Regions from separate parts of the Sus scrofa genome. Here regions 1 and 2 are each linked to region 3. A link is a contact called in public HiChIP or PLAC-seq data. All regions are on one chromosome and are shown on one strand. The core of a region is the stretch at or near the end of the contact, and the rest is flanking DNA. Distances in the headings are between cores, read along the strand shown.

Evidence for each region. HiChIP or PLAC-seq counts read pairs in DNA pulled down with a chosen protein or histone mark.
Region 1: an H3K27ac HiChIP or PLAC-seq map of alveolar macrophages shows a contact between it and region 3. The contact joins the promoter of YWHAE here to the promoter of SLC43A2 in region 3. A contact is called at or near these places in 1 of 47 Hi-C or Micro-C datasets (skeletal muscle) and 1 of 2 datasets of contacts at active chromatin or transcription factors (alveolar macrophages).
Region 2: a contact with region 3 is called in an H3K27ac HiChIP or PLAC-seq map of alveolar macrophages. The contact joins the promoter of CRK here to the promoter of SLC43A2 in region 3. A contact is called at or near these places in 2 of 47 Hi-C or Micro-C datasets (epiblast stem cells and skeletal muscle) and 2 of 2 datasets of contacts at active chromatin or transcription factors (alveolar macrophages and skeletal muscle).

What each region holds. Positions count from the first base shown.
Region 1 is chr12:47,642,884-47,647,608 of Sscrofa11.1, reverse strand. It overlaps YWHAE (14-3-3 protein epsilon), which reads left to right and starts at 2,282. Exons shown (of 7, transcript XM_021067552.1): 1 at 2,282-2,496. The coding sequence starts at 2,433.
Region 2 is chr12:47,683,086-47,688,045 of Sscrofa11.1, reverse strand. It overlaps CRK (CRK proto-oncogene, adaptor protein), which reads left to right and starts at 2,454. Exons shown (of 3, transcript NM_001137636.2): 1 at 2,454-2,807. The coding sequence starts at 2,567. It overlaps LOC110255905, which reads left to right. Exons shown (of 3, transcript XM_021066311.1): 3 at 2,138-2,334. The coding sequence ends at 2,334.
Region 3 is chr12:47,835,772-47,840,667 of Sscrofa11.1, reverse strand. SLC43A2 (large neutral amino acids transporter small subunit 4) reads left to right here and starts at 1,541. Exons shown (of 15, transcript XM_013990000.2): 1 at 1,541-1,679; 2 at 2,569-2,790. The coding sequence starts at 2,631.

The sequences.
Region 1 (4,725 bases), core at 1,033-3,532, 190 kb after region 3:
GCCGTGTCTGGGACCTACACCACAGCTCACAGCAACCCCAGATCCTTAACCCACTGAGCGATGCCAGGGATGGAACCCGCAACCTCACGGTTCCTAGTTGGATTCGTTTCTGCTGAGCCCAGACGAGAACTCCAAGGCTTAATTTAAATAGTCCAGGAGTTCCTGTCGTTGCTCAGCGGATAGCAAACCCGACTAGCATCTGTGAGGACACGGGTTTGATCTCTGGCCTTGCTCAGTGGGCTAAGGATCTGGTGTTGCTGTGAGCTGTGGTGTAGGCCACATATGCAGCTCAGATCTGACGTTGCTGTGGCTGTGGTATAGGCTGGAGGCTACAGCTCCGATGCAACCCCTAGCCTGGGAACCTCCACACGTCGTGGGTGCGGCCCTAAAAAAAAAAAAAAAGAAAAATAAAAATAGGAGTTCCCGTCGTGGCTCAGTGGTTAACGAATCCGACTAGGAACCATGAGGTTATGGGTTCGATCCCTGCCCTTGCTCAGTGGGTTAAGGATCCGGCGTTGCTGTGAGCTGTGGTGTAGGTTGCAGACACGGCTCGGATCCCGCGTTGCTGTGGCTCTGGCGTAGACCGGCGGCTACAGCTCCGTTTCAACCCCTAGCCTGGGAACCTCCATATGCCGAAGAAGCGGCCCAAGAAATGGCAAAAAGACAAAAAAATAAAAAAATAAAAAATAATCCATGAGTCAAAGAAATCACAAAGGGAAAAAAAAAATTAAAAAAAAACCTTCAATAGTCCAGCTCCTTTGCTGGCTCTCCTGCTTTGTCCTATCATCTAAAAGTAAGTATTCTCTAAGGTTTGTGTCTGTCCTCTTCTACCTCAATTGATCCTCTAGCTCCTTCCATTGCAGCGTCCCTACAGTTTGGAATGTTAGTCCCCCTTTTCCAATCCCATGGATATTACTCCTACTTGGGCATTCTTTTTTTTTTTTTTTTTTTTGCCATTTATCGGGCCGCTTCCAGCGGCATATGGAGATTCCCAGGCTAGGGGTCCAATCGGAGCTGTAGCTGCCGGCCTATGCCAGAGCCACAGCAACTCGGGATCCGAGCCGCGTCTGCGACCTACACCACAGATCACTCCAATGCCGGATCCTTAACCCACTGGGCAAGGTCAGGGATGGAACCCGAAACCTCATGGTTCCTAGTCGGATTCCTTAACCACTGAGCCACGACGGGAACTCCTACTTGGGCAGCCTTTGAGAACCTTATAACCAACTGTGATAAAAGGAACTCGTCTTTCTCCGCATTCCATCTGAAAATTTTCCTAGCATTCTTATTTTTTTTGTTAATGGTACCATTTAGTCTCTTAGTGACTAGGTAGGGAAGATAGAAGGTCAATTTAATCCCCCCCCCCCACATCTGATTAACTACAAACTCTTCGTAGTTTCTCTCTTAGCACTATCTCCATTTGTCCTTTCCTATTTTCATTGTGGTCATATTACCTTTTGCCTGTATTATTGTAATAGCCTGATCATTTATTCTGCTCTTTAATCACTGCTATACAATAATCTTTTTAGAGAATAACGATGGTGTCATCCACCATGAAAAATCATCAAAAAATAATTTCCTTGTGGCCACTGAATAAGGCGCAAACTTCCCAGCATGCCATCCAAGCTTCTTCATAACTTGGTTCCAACCTTTTAATACACATTTACCGCAGACACTACCAAACAGCTTATATTCTAATTACCTGAACTTCAGTCTTGCAACACATACTGTACGAATACAAGATGTTAGGAATCCACTGGGAAGCCAAACATCAGGTCGTTTCCCTTTCCTGCCTCCTGATCGCAATGTGATCTTGCTCCTACTCTCCTGCACCTTAGGTGCTCCAGACCAGGATCCCCTAACAACTTCCCTGTACCGATCCATGGTGGGCCCAAGGGGAAAAAGAAGGCTTAAGGAGAAGTAAAGAAAGATTGCGAAGTAAGAAGCTGAAGTGTGAAGTCCTCGTTCCGCATTTGGCTACAGAAGAGCCCAACTCTTTACCCTGGGGTTAAAAGGGTCTGAGTAAGATCCAGGACTGCCTTTACCATTACCAAAATCGTTACTGCCGCTAGTTTCTCTGCCCGTAGTCCAGCTCTTTCGTTCACTCTCTCGCCTGGCTTCCCTCACTTCCTTGGGGAGCTTTCCCACTATGCAGTCGCAGTTCCCGCTTCCAACCGCCCCTAAGCCCACGGAGGAGGGGCGTCTAGTAGGTTCCAGCCTCTTCGGGCGCTGAGCTCCCAGACCCGCCCCCCCGCGCCAGTTGCCAGGGAGCGGTTGCCATAGAGCTGAGCAGTTGTCCGCGTGCGCAGGCGGAAGTCCCGGATTGAGGCGCCGCCATTTTTGCTGCCCGGTCGCGGAGCGAGAGGCTGAGAGAGTCGGAGACGCTATCCGCTTCCATCCGTCGCGCAGACCCTGCCGGAGCCGCTGCCGCAATGGATGATCGGGAGGATCTGGTGTACCAGGCGAAGCTGGCCGAGCAGGCTGAGCGATATGACGGTGAGTTGGGGGGGGAACGGGGGGCTGGAATTCTAGGACCCTCTGCCGCCGCCCACAGAGACCAGGACCAGGAGACAAAATGGCGGCATCGTCTCCTAGCCTGGCCCGGGGAGGTGGATTTGGGAAGCAGGCAATGGCCTGTAGGCTTTCAGAGCCGCAGGAGGCTCCAGACTCAGGATTTTGACTCCTTCGGCGTTCTCAGCTGCAGACACTCGGGAGCCAGGAGGCCGGGGCGTTAGGGTGGAGGAGTTGGTTGTAAAATGGCGGCTGGGGGGGAGGGCGAGTCCCGGGGCGGGGGAGGGGGAGGAGATGGCGGGTGCTGTCTCCCAGCGAGCAATCCCCAGGGGAGCCTCGGGGCAGTTCTTGGGACGTGGTGAACAATTGGGTGGCGTGACGAGGGAAGAAACACCCGCCACATGGGGGAGAGTGGCGACCGGGAGCGCGGGCGCCTTTCAGGGAAATATGGCGGGTGGGGGCGGTGGCTTTTCCCCAGAGGCCCAATGTGGGGCGGCGGCTGTGTAGTCTCACAAAGGAGAACCCTTGCGAGCGGAGGGCTCCTTTGGGTTTGGGGTGGGGGGCAGTCTCGGATGAGGGTGGGGAGAGCGAGGGGAGAGTGGGAATCACTGCAGTTCATCCTTGGGCGGAGGCCAGCCGAGATGCTACGTTCGGATTTCCTTCCCGTAGACCAGCACACCTTGTAGTGGGGTTTTTTAGGCTTTCCGTTCAACCTCGCCTTGTTCTGGGGAGGTCTAGAAAAATCTCTCTCACGCTCCCTTTCCTCAAACTTAACCTGCAGAGTTCGAAGTTCCTGGTAATCATTTTCTGGCTTCATAAGCTGTGGGTTCTGGTGGATAGATAGAACATTGAACAGGAAACAAGGAGATGATGAATTTTAGTTCCTCTCCTATTCCCGTGCCTCAATCTATCAGTATTTAAAAATGACGACTTTCCTGTTTACACGCGGCATTACGACAAATGGAAAGACCTGTTGGAAAATCAAGTTTTTTCAAATAACGTTTAGTAACTGTATTTTAGTTGCCTTCCTTGGCTTGGAATGCGTGATCGTACTTAACCTATCCCAAAGCACTCAGCAGAGATTTGGGTTTTTGAATTAAGACCGTAAGGAATCCCAGTAGATCTTATTTTCTTTTCTCCGTTTTAAGTAAATGGTTTCATGCACAGATTTGAGCAGTTCTTTGTTCCTTGCTCCTTTTCCCCTAAAGGCTCTGTAGTCATTTTTCAGAACTTCTTCGAAATGGCCACTGTGTCTTTTTAGTCGGTTCTAGGCTGCTTTTTTTATTGCCCCTCTCGTTGTGGGTCTCCTGCCCCCGCCCATTTTGGATCTAGGTATGTGAATTACTCCCACATCTTTTAAACTGGCATTATCATAACAAAAAATCCTATGTATGTTTTTTGTGGTTTTTATACTTTTGTGGCGTAAGACGGGGTTGGAATCAAGTGTCAATGAATAGATTTTTCTTCATGAAGCCACTTTTTTCCCCAAAATGTCGTGTGGAGACCTTGCTTTCCTTGAATGCCTGTTTGGTCATGTGAATAGTCTCAGGGCTGGTCCTGGCGTATCTTCATTAGGAGTCAGGAATTTGAAAATTACTAGAAAAGACCTCGAACTCAAATTTAGGAAGGTTACTACTTCTATTTTGTAAATCCTTCAATTGCTATTTGTATTGAACAAGATTCCTGTGGAAAGGGGGAGGGGAAAAGATGGGGAAGTACAGCTCAAGGTCAGTTTTGTCTTTATTTCACTGTTGAAAAGCGAACTAATGTAGGTGTGCTTGGAATGGAAGTTTTTCTCTTCTCCCCCCCTCCTGTCCCAAATAGGTTCCTCTCTTAATACACCAATGCCCTTAGGGAGGAAACTTGAAATTATATCGGAATGCTTTCTGTTCTTTAGGGATTTATAGGCTCTGGCTGTGATCACCAAAGAGGACGTGGAGGGAGCTTTTTTTTTTTTTTTTAAGAACTTGTTTTAAAAAGTGGTTTGGAAGTTCATGATTGTAGCTTTCACGTAAGTGACAGTTTAGTGATAATAATGTATTGGTTTTGAGTGTTTGAGGATTTTTGACCAAAGGCCTTATTATTTAGCACAGGATCCGTATTCTTAAGGTTGTTTAAACGTTAGGAGTGTCCTTCAGAATCTAAAGGGAGGTAGGGAATATAGGATCTACCAGTTTGGAGAGAATGTCCGTGACTGTTGGGTACAAGACAGAG
Region 2 (4,960 bases), core at 1,205-3,704, 150 kb after region 3:
TTCTTTGTAGGGCATATCAGGCTTCTCAGGGGCAAAAGCCACCATTTTGGCTATAAATCCTTCTGTAGAAGAGGGGAGGTGGAGGAGGAGGAAAGAGAGGAGGGAGGGGCAGGGGCTTTGGCTTTTCATCCCAAAGCCACTCCCTTCCCACCTGGTTGGCCTCTGAACTTGCAGGTTCTCTGTGCTCCAAGGAAGAACACCCTTGAGGGGCCGTTTGGTGCTGGGCATCCCCTCCTTACCAATCCCCTGCTTATTTTCCAGCTCAGTTATGATTTGTTTTCTTTGTTTCTTTCTTCTCTCTTTCCTCCTCCCTTAAGGTCTTTCCTTCAGTCCTGTCCCTGTGCCCTAGAGAGGGGACCCTCAGAGGCAAGGTGTCAGGACCGCCCCCCCCACCAGGCGATCTCTGGTAAGGTCCTGCCTCCAAGCTCAGTCACTGTGGGGAAATGAAGAAGAGCCACTTCTCTTTCCCAAAGGACCCTGGGCTGGCTTCTCCTACTAGCTTGTGGTGACAGGCTGTGACTAAGCCAGGGTCACGATGAGTCACCCGCAGCAAGGAAGGTGCCCTTGGCTCCCCACCCCTTCCCAGAGCAGGCCCAGGGGTGTGTGAAGTGGGTCCGGAAGAGGTGCGTTATTCATGTAAGGCCATAAAACCCAGGGCTGACTGATTTTTTTAAAATGACTTTCTAAATGAATATTTAGAAAAGGGGGGGAAGTCTATTTCTGCCATATTTCCCCCACCCCTCATCTCCTGCCATTGCTATCCCAGAAGTCTGAGGATATAGAAGTGTGACCAGAGAGCTCTTTTCTTTCTAGGATTTGTTTTTTCTTTTTCTTTTTTCCTTTTTTTTTTTTTTTTTTTTTGCTTTTTAGGGCCACATTTGTGGCATGTGGAGGTTCCCAGGCTAGAAGTTGAATCGGAGCTATAGCTGCCGGTCTACGCCACAGCCATGGCAACGCCAGATCCGAGCCATGTCTTCCGACCTACACCACAGCTCACGGCAATGCCAGGATCCTAAACCCACTGAGCGGGGCCAGGAGCGAACCCGCAACCTCATGGTTCCTAGTCAGATTCCTTTCCGCTGCGCCACGATGGGATCGCCTCATTCCAGGATTTGAATCTCAGTTCCCAACTCAGCAGCCATGTGTCCCAGGACAAGTTACCAAACTTCTGAGCTTCATCTGTAAAATGGGAATAGTTGTAAAATACCAATCCAGAAGGTTGAGAAGATTAAATGAGAGACCTACCTAAGGGCAGTTAGCACTATGCCTGGCAGGTAAAATTCCCTAAATAAGTGTTAGTTATTCTTATGAGGCAATTATGGAGTGCCTCCTACACTTGATGCCTAGCCTTTGAGGAGATCTAGCATGGAACACGGACTTGTAAATCGAAAGATTACAATACAATGGGTAATACAACAGGTAGAACCATAAGAGAGATAACCTGGGAGTTCTAACACCTGGAGACTGTTAAAAGTTTTACACAGGGTAGCAGCACACTCAGAGCTATAATTGAGAAAAATACAACTTGGCAGATGTGTGCTATGCAATTAGGGGCAGCAAGACTATAGAATACCAGAGACAGGCTGTCATAGGAATACAGATATAGATATGGAATATAGAGATAGCAGTGATCGTGACGGCAGGGAGAGTAGAGGATATCCAAGGCCAGACTTAGAGAATCTGGGCAGATGACTTGAAAGCCTCAACAGAGAGGACTCCATATGTCTCCTTGACTTGGCACACTCTGGTCCCTTTGTCTTGAATGCTTTTCCCCAACTGCCATTCAATATTCAGCTCAAGCCACTGGGAAGTACTCTTGGGTTCCTCTAAAGCATGGATTAGGGGGCCCTGCTCTATGTTCCTAGAGCCCCTTGTCCTTACCCCCATCAAATGGCTTGGCATCCCTTCGTCATGGCCTGTTTCCTGGTTCCTCCCACGGGGTCTGAGAATTCCCCGAGGGAAGGGCCCAGCCTAGATGACCTCTGCGACCGAAAGGCAAACGTGGTGTCAACTGTTTGCTGAATGAATCAGTGAAAACAAGAGCTTAACAGATCTGAAAATATTCAGAAAATATTCGTCTCAGGGAACTCAGGCCCTGAGGCCACATCACCTTTTCTACTCCAATTCTGTCTCCTAGTTGCTGCCCAGAAGCACCGGGCCTTCCAGGAAATTGAAGCCTGGACTAGCCAGAACCGCGTGGCCAACAGCGCACAGACAAACTTCTGCGGACTGCTAGTTGAGGCCCCGCCCCTCGGCCCTAGACGCCGCCTCTCCACTCTCTGCAGTCCCTGTCCCCACCAGGCGGCGACGCCCAAGAGTCCGCATGCGCAGTGAGCGCGCGAGCCGCCCCTTGCCCTTCTCCCAATGGCGGGCGGCAGTCCCCTTCCCGGCATCCTCCCGGAGGCAGGGAGTACGTCATTTCCGGTGGGGAAGGCCCGCGGCCGCCGCCGCCATTTCAGGCGCTGCTGTGAAGCGGAGACCCGAGCCGGTCCGCTGGGCGGCGGGCGCCGGGACTGGAGGGGCGCGCGCGGCGGCGGCGGCCCAGCGTGTAGGCGCGGAGTCGGCCATGGCGGGCAACTTCGACTCGGAGGAGCGGAGTAGCTGGTACTGGGGGCGGCTGAGCCGGCAGGAGGCGGTGGCGCTGTTGCAGGGCCAGCGGCACGGGGTGTTCCTGGTGCGGGACTCGAGCACCAGCCCCGGGGACTATGTGCTCAGCGTCTCCGAGAACTCGCGCGTCTCCCACTACATCATCAACAGCAGCGGCCCGCGCCCGCCAGTGCCACCGTCGCCCGCCCAGCCTCCGCCCGGTGAGGGACGGAAGGGACGGGAGGCCCCGGGCGGGGGTTAGGGCCGCCGAACTCCCCAGCCTAGCCGGCTGCTCCTCGAGAGCTGACCCCCACGAGGGACTTGGGCAGCGGGCTGGAGTGACCGTGGCCGGAGGGCAGCCCGCTGTCCGGCTCGCTCCCACGGACGAGCGGGAGTGTGTGGGGGAGGAGGAGCCGCTGACCCAGGCCTCTGGGTGTGACTTGGGAGGACAGCCCAGGGGAAGGGGAACTGTTTCGGCCCCAGGGTGGGGCTAGCGCCCGTGCAGGGCCAGGCAACGTGGGGACAAAGAGCTGAGGGGGATGTTGGCACTGCGGGGGCATCACTTGGCAGCGGTGCCCGGAATGAATCCGATAATCCTACAAGTGGCTTTTTAGGCTTGAAACATTTCCTGCAGTGTTGGAGAGCCGGGTTTGGCTATACTCCCCTGGTGGCCTTTGGTAGGAAGTCACCGCATACCGGCCGGGAGGGATGGAGACACCCTCAGGAAACCGGTCAGCTTTTTCCTTTCTTGGGCATTTTTCCAAAATACTTTTACCGTCCTCTTCCCCCGCGGAGGACGAAGGTGGTGAGCTAAGTGCCTTGGTTATAGAAGAAAGGTCCCCTGTCACCAGCCCAGAATAAGCTGATGCCCGGCTGACTGTGCCGAGGAGATCCTGGTGTCCAGCGACTGTCTTTGACAATTAAGGGGTTGTAGTTTTCAAAGCGAATAGTGGAGGAAAGAATTTTTTTTTTTTTCAGGAAATAAACCAGATATACGCCAATGGAAACAATCCCTTCCCTGAAAGTGAATGGAACTTCATTTTTCCTTGGACTTCAGCATTGTCAGTCTTATACTGCAGGGTCTCTCCTTGCTCAGTAGGTTGGGGGTTGTTGCCTGAATTTTCCTAGATATGTCTGTCTTATACATAACATGGGCTGTTTGGGGAGTGTGAAGAGGATTTATGCACTTGGTACTTGAAGTTTGTGAGGTACAGAGTAATTCTGAGGCTGTTGTTACCTGTGTAACAGCACCTAGGGTCTTAGTGCCTTTTCACGCTCACCAAGCTGAAGCAGTTTCCTCCTGACCAGTTGAAACTAGATTCAGGCTAGTCTCACATGAATTGAAAGTCTCCTGAACTAGCCCTTTGCAGACTTGCCCTTTTAGAATAATCCTAATTTAGATTTATCCCCTCTGACCCGAAATGGGAAGATGAAATAGTTTCTCTTGTTAACACATACCAATTTTAAAAAGAGTGTGGAATCTTTAAGCCCACAAATTATCCTAGGTCTTTCTCAGTCTGATTGGTTTTATAACATTATAACCTGAGATGGGAATAGGTATGTAACATGTATTTACCCTAAACCGGATGTATTCGAGTTTTTACCACCTTCCTAGTGTCTGGGGTTTTGCGTTGCTGGGCAGTGACACAGCAAATGATCATTGGAACTCAATTCTTGACCTTTTGTTTGTGTATGTGTTTTGTTGGTTACAAAATTTGGAAATGGCAGGCAGTTTTGTTTGAGCTTTCCCCACATCTTGGTGTTAGAACTTTAATCTCAGATCTTACCTTAATACTGAGCTCCACCTTTTCATAACAGATAGGAGGTCAGATCCTTGGCCCAAGAGAGAAGGTGAAGATTGCCAGAGTTTGTGGATGGGGTGTGGAAAGTTCATGGCTATTGTAATTGTTCTTTCCGCCATGTACCCATTTTCCACATAGGGCAATTGATTCAGTTGCGTCTTTTTAAAGATTACTTAATCTTTGTTCTGCCCAGCCCCCATTGAGCTCTTTTTCTTTGGAAACCACACAGAAGAATTTCTTGAACTTAAGCATATACAATATTAATAGCTAACATTTATCGACTGGTCATTCTGTGCCAGGTACTTTGCTGAGTACTTTAGTGCCTTGTCTCGTTTACTGTCTATGACAGTCTAGTGAGGAAATTACTGTGATTTCCATTTATTAAAATATTTACATTTTAGGGAGTTCCAGTTGTGGCTAAGTGGATTACAAACCCTACTGGTATCCATGAGGATGCAAGTTTGATATCTGGCCTTGCTCAGTGGGTTAAGGGTCTGGCTTTGCCATGAGCTGTGGAGTAGGTCTTATTTGTGACTCAGATCCCTAGTTGCAGTGGCTGTGGCATAGGCCAG
Region 3 (4,896 bases), core at 292-2,791:
ATCTGTAAAAGAATGGGAGGAACAGTTTGCCACGGAGGGGGGAAGTGAACTATTTTAGAGAGGTGTTTGAAATGTTATAGAAATGTGTATGGAACAACTGCCTGGAGACAGCCCTCAAGCAGGTGGCTCTAGGATGGAGGGAGGGGAAGACTGAAGTCTGTCAAGTGACAGCTGCAACCCTCTGAGGCGATGCAGCTCTTCAGGGTGTCGTAACAGGATAGTTGACTAACCAGGAACCCCCAAGCCCACAATGCCAGGTGTGCTTTGAGCAAGGTTGCCAGCGGTAGGTTCAGGGCAGCAGGGGGCGCCCTCGGTCTCGGGGATGTGAAGCAGGATGCTGCTGGGGCTGCCACAGCCCTGGTGTGATAAGCCAGGCTCCCGGAGCTTGCCAAGAAGACCCGAATCTGAGAACCCAAATATGAATCTAAGAGCCGAATCGGGGACACCAACGGCCCACGGAGGTCGGGCCAGTGCCTGAAATGGGGGAGAACCTCCAAATGCAGCTGAACCTCCAGAGCCCAGGCTCCCCCTCTCTTGCCCTGGCTGTTCCTCGGGCATGTCCAGGTCTCTGATCAGACCGGGAACCTGGAACCCTCCCGACCCTACGTGCTCTCCCAGAGTCCTGACTTGTGTTGGCAGCTTGGCATTGCCCACCCCGAAACCCTGCAGAAAGGGCCCTAACCTGAAGATGTCAGGGAACAGGGCGTAAGGGGATGGAGGTGGCGCAGGGCAGTGGGAATGGAGTGGGCAACTCGGGCAGGGAGCACCAAGATGACTGTTCTGGTGGGAGCCCCCGAGGGGACCAAGGAGAACGAAAAATGGGGTGGTGGGGGGAGTGGTCAGAGTCTGGATGGGGTACCTGAGGAAATAGTAACTTAGGAGGCAGACAAGCCCCCAACTCCCACTTGGGGATCCCTGAGGGATCGGGCAGATGGCACCCATAAGGGGGGTCGGTGAATTAGGAGAGAGTCACTCCATGCTTGCACAGATGTCCGGGGATGTGGGATGTGCAGACAGAACCTAGATGGGAGTTGCCGGCAGCAAGAAAGCAAAAAATCAGGACACAAAGCCCAAAGCAGCTAGGAAAGCAGCGGTGCATGGGAAGGAGGCAGTGGAGATGGCGAGAGTGGAAGGACCGAAGTGGAGCCAGAGCATCCGCGTGGTGCCCAAGGCAGCGGGGAAACTGGGGACGACGCAGCCGGCCAGAGCAGAGCAGAGCGCGGGAGCCAGGCTGAATGCTGGAGCCCAAAGTAGTGCGCGAGGGGGACCAGCGTGCAACTGGGGAAGTCCGGGGGCGCCGAAACGCGGAGCAGGGGACCCAATCGAGAGACAGAGCTTCGGGGTGAGCCTCTGGAGGGGCGATGAGGCAATGGCGTTGGGGGTTCCCGGACGGGCGGTGACTACTCTCTAAGGCAGCCGAGCAAAAACTCGGGCCGACGCTGCCCCCCGGCACCCCCCCGCCCCCAGCTCTCTTGTTTGTCTCCTAGTCCGGCCGGAACCGGCTTCTGCTCGCGGCGGGGCGGGCGGGTGGGTGCTGATTGGTTAACGCCTGTTTCCAGCCCCACTCAGCCAATCAGCGCGCGGCAGTGTTTTCATCTTAGGGTCAGAATAAAAGGGCTGGAATAAAAGGGGGGCAGAAAAGGCGCCGGCCGGGCCCGATACACACCAGTAGGAGCTGGGTGAGCTGGGTGAGCTGGATTCTGGGGACCTGGGCTCCGGGCGAGGTAGCTGGCGGGTAGAAGGCTCAAGAGTAAGGGGGTAGGGAGAAGACGTGTGCATATGAAAGGAGAGACACTGAATGGATGAGGAGCCAGCAGGAAAGAGATGACGAATCGAGACGGGAGCAGGGGGATGGAGAGATGGGATCCCACTTCCTTAGAACGAACTAATTGCCAAGGAAACGGCCCAGGCCAGGGGTCGCGCGGGTGGCTCGCGCCGCCGGTTTGAACCGGCTTCGCCTCTCCCATGCGGGGTTCGCGTGGCCGCAGCGCCTAGCGACCTAGACAACAGCCAATGGCAATGCAGTTCCTGTGCCGACAGGCCAATGAGCGGGCCGTGGGCGGGCCGTTTCGGAGCTGTGTGCGCGGATTTTGTGGTTAAGGGAGCAGGGTCTGGGAAAGGGTCTCCTGTGCGGGCGGGCGCCGGTGAGGGTCCCAGGGAGTGGCAGCCCGCAGGTATGCCCTTTCCCAAGTATTCGGACCTCTAACTGCCTCCCCTGTCAGCCCCCAACCTGTGTCAATCCTGATGGGAGCCAGGGCCAATTCCATGTCCCTAAGCAGACGTTAGTCCCTTCTAGTTTCCATGCCTCAGTTTCCCTCCGATTGAGCCGCGGAGGAAATCTCCCTGCTTGGTCCGAGCAGGTCTCCCGGAACTGCGGGCCGGCGGAAAAGCCAGCGGCGGAGAGGGTGGCCCAGAGGACACCAGGGGGACAGGGCTGGGGTTTCATTCGCTGCGCGCTCTTGCCTCCTGGGCGCAGAGGGGTGACAAGCTCCGCGCGCTGCGGCAGCGGCCCGGGTTGGCAGCCTCTGGTCGGCCGAGCCGAGCGCTGACGGCTAAATCTCTGCGCAGGTGCCTGCAGAGCCGGAGCCCGAGCCCGAGCCCGAGCCGCAGCCGGGCCGCCGCGCCGAGCCATGGCGCCCACCCTGGCCACAGCCCATCGGCGCCGCTGGTGGATGGCCTGCACCGCCGTGTTGGAAAACCTCCTCTTCTCGGCAGTCCTCCTGGGCTGGGGTTCGCTGCTGATCATGCTCAAGTCGGAGGGCTTTTACTCCTACCTGTGTTCTGAGCCAGGTAAGACGGGCGCACGGGCTCGCGGGCTCGCGGTGGGTCCCGGAGTGGGGGCTTCGGGTGACGGCGGATTGGCGGTGTAGATCTAGCCAGCGAGACCACCTCACTGCGCAGCACCTCCTAGTTCGCAAAAGGCCCATTTGATCCTAACTCAGCACTGCTGGGTACATAGATAGCGCTATCCCTTTTTGAAGGAACTCAGGCTCAGGCTTGCCTGAGGCCACACAGCTGGGGCCTGTGATAGTTCCAGAATCCCCGAGTCCAGGGTGTTCTTTCCATCACCTGAGAACATGACGAGGCTCCTCTCCTCCCAGGGCCTGGCACACCGCTGGCCTTGCAGTAAACATGTTGCTCTCGGACTGTAAGAAAGAGGAACTCCTGACTCAGTGGCTGGGGTGCAGCAAGAGAGAGGAAGTGGCTTGGCCTCCACCCCAGGGAAGGTTCATCTAGAATCTAGATGTTTTTCAGTCGGGCCATTATGGAGTCTCTTAAGGGCTTGTCAGATACAATTTCTTGTCTATTTTTGCTGCTTTACGATTTTCCAAAGGACATTTCCTCCCACAGGCTGTGAGAACGTCTCAGTGGCCTTCTCCCTCCGTGGGGGGGGAGGGGAAGGGGGGGTATTTATGGAAATGACACTAAGCCTGTCCTCACCCTTTGCCACATGTGGGCGTTGTTGAATGAAGGCTGGGGATGCTTGTCTACCGGAAATCTAAACCCCACCCCTACCTTCACGCCCCTGACCTTGTTTAAAGATCCTGGTTGCTGAAGGTCAGTGGATTCACCCTAACTGTGGGATCCAAGTGGCTCCCAATCTCGACCCTTCTAACCCCTCTTCCTAGGCAACCTTGATAGGACATGTTGCCCTCTGCCCCCTCACTGCCCCCCAACAGTGGCTCCCTAATGGTTGAGCTCAGTAATGTCTCTCTGCCCAGGACCTTTTTCAGCCAGCCCCTGCCCAAGTCCCCTTCGTTGGAGACAGCCCAGGCCTGACCCCCTGAATGGCCCCACTGGCGAGCCTTTTTCCCCCAGAGCCCAGATGTTGGGGGAAGGGGAAGTTTGGGACCATCTCGTGCTGCCTGTAATCCTCTCTGTTGCCCTGCTCTGATCTTCCCAGGAGATTCCTGAGCTTTCCAGTCTCTAGGGAAGCTGCCCTGGGAGAGGTTAAGGACAGCAGAAAGGGAGGGGACACTGAGGCCGCCTGAGAGAGGGCAGAGCGTATATCATTTATAACCTTTAGCCTTTAGCCACTCAGAAATATTTCCTAATAGCCTGAGGGTTCTTGGCAGATCTTTCCCCACATCAGCAAGAAATCTTGGGATATGGGAGAGTCACTCAGACCTTGTTCCTTGAACAAGCTTTCTGCTCTGCCCGAGAGATGTGAGATTAGCGACTCTGGGGAAGGGACAGGTTAGAGTGTGTGGCGCCTCCTCTCCCCCTCCCTTGGCGATCGTGACCCTTTCTGCTTGCCTCTGCCTCTGATGGAGTCTTTCAGGCTCCCCGGAGAGGTTAAAAAATAGCCAGAAGCATCATCCCCAGATGGAGCTTTTAGCATCTTGTCCAGACGGGAGGACTGTCGTGGGTCCTTTTTTTTTTTTTTTCCCCCTGACCTCGCCTTGTGTCAGAAGGTCAACTTCTTGGGGTTTGTTTGTTTTTTTTTTTCTCCCACATTGTTCACTGATTTAATTTGTTTCATGGTCTTGGCAGCGCTGGGGCTGGTCACTTCAGTCCTGCCTCAACCTTGGCTTCTTCCTTCACGAGAGTGGGAGGAGCCCCGGCGATTGTGCCGACGCAGTGCTGAGTTGGTGTTTCAGCCCTTGCGAGCCTCGCCTGGTCCCTCCTGTAAAGCCCAGGGAAGGTGAAGGGTCAGGTGTGTGGGTTGAACATCAACTTCTTATCCCGCGCCTTTGTTCCCACCCCTGATTTTGGTTTTTCCAACTATCTGGCGAAGCCGCTGACCCAGCATCCCCGCCAGGCAGCCCTGCTGATTCCACAGAGCTTATCTCTCTGGCCTCCCTGCTCAGGGTTTCTCGGAGCCCGAGGAACCTGTTGCGTTCGGGGCCAAGAGTCCCTGTGTCTTGCCGGACCGGGAGTGCCTGCAAGGGTTGG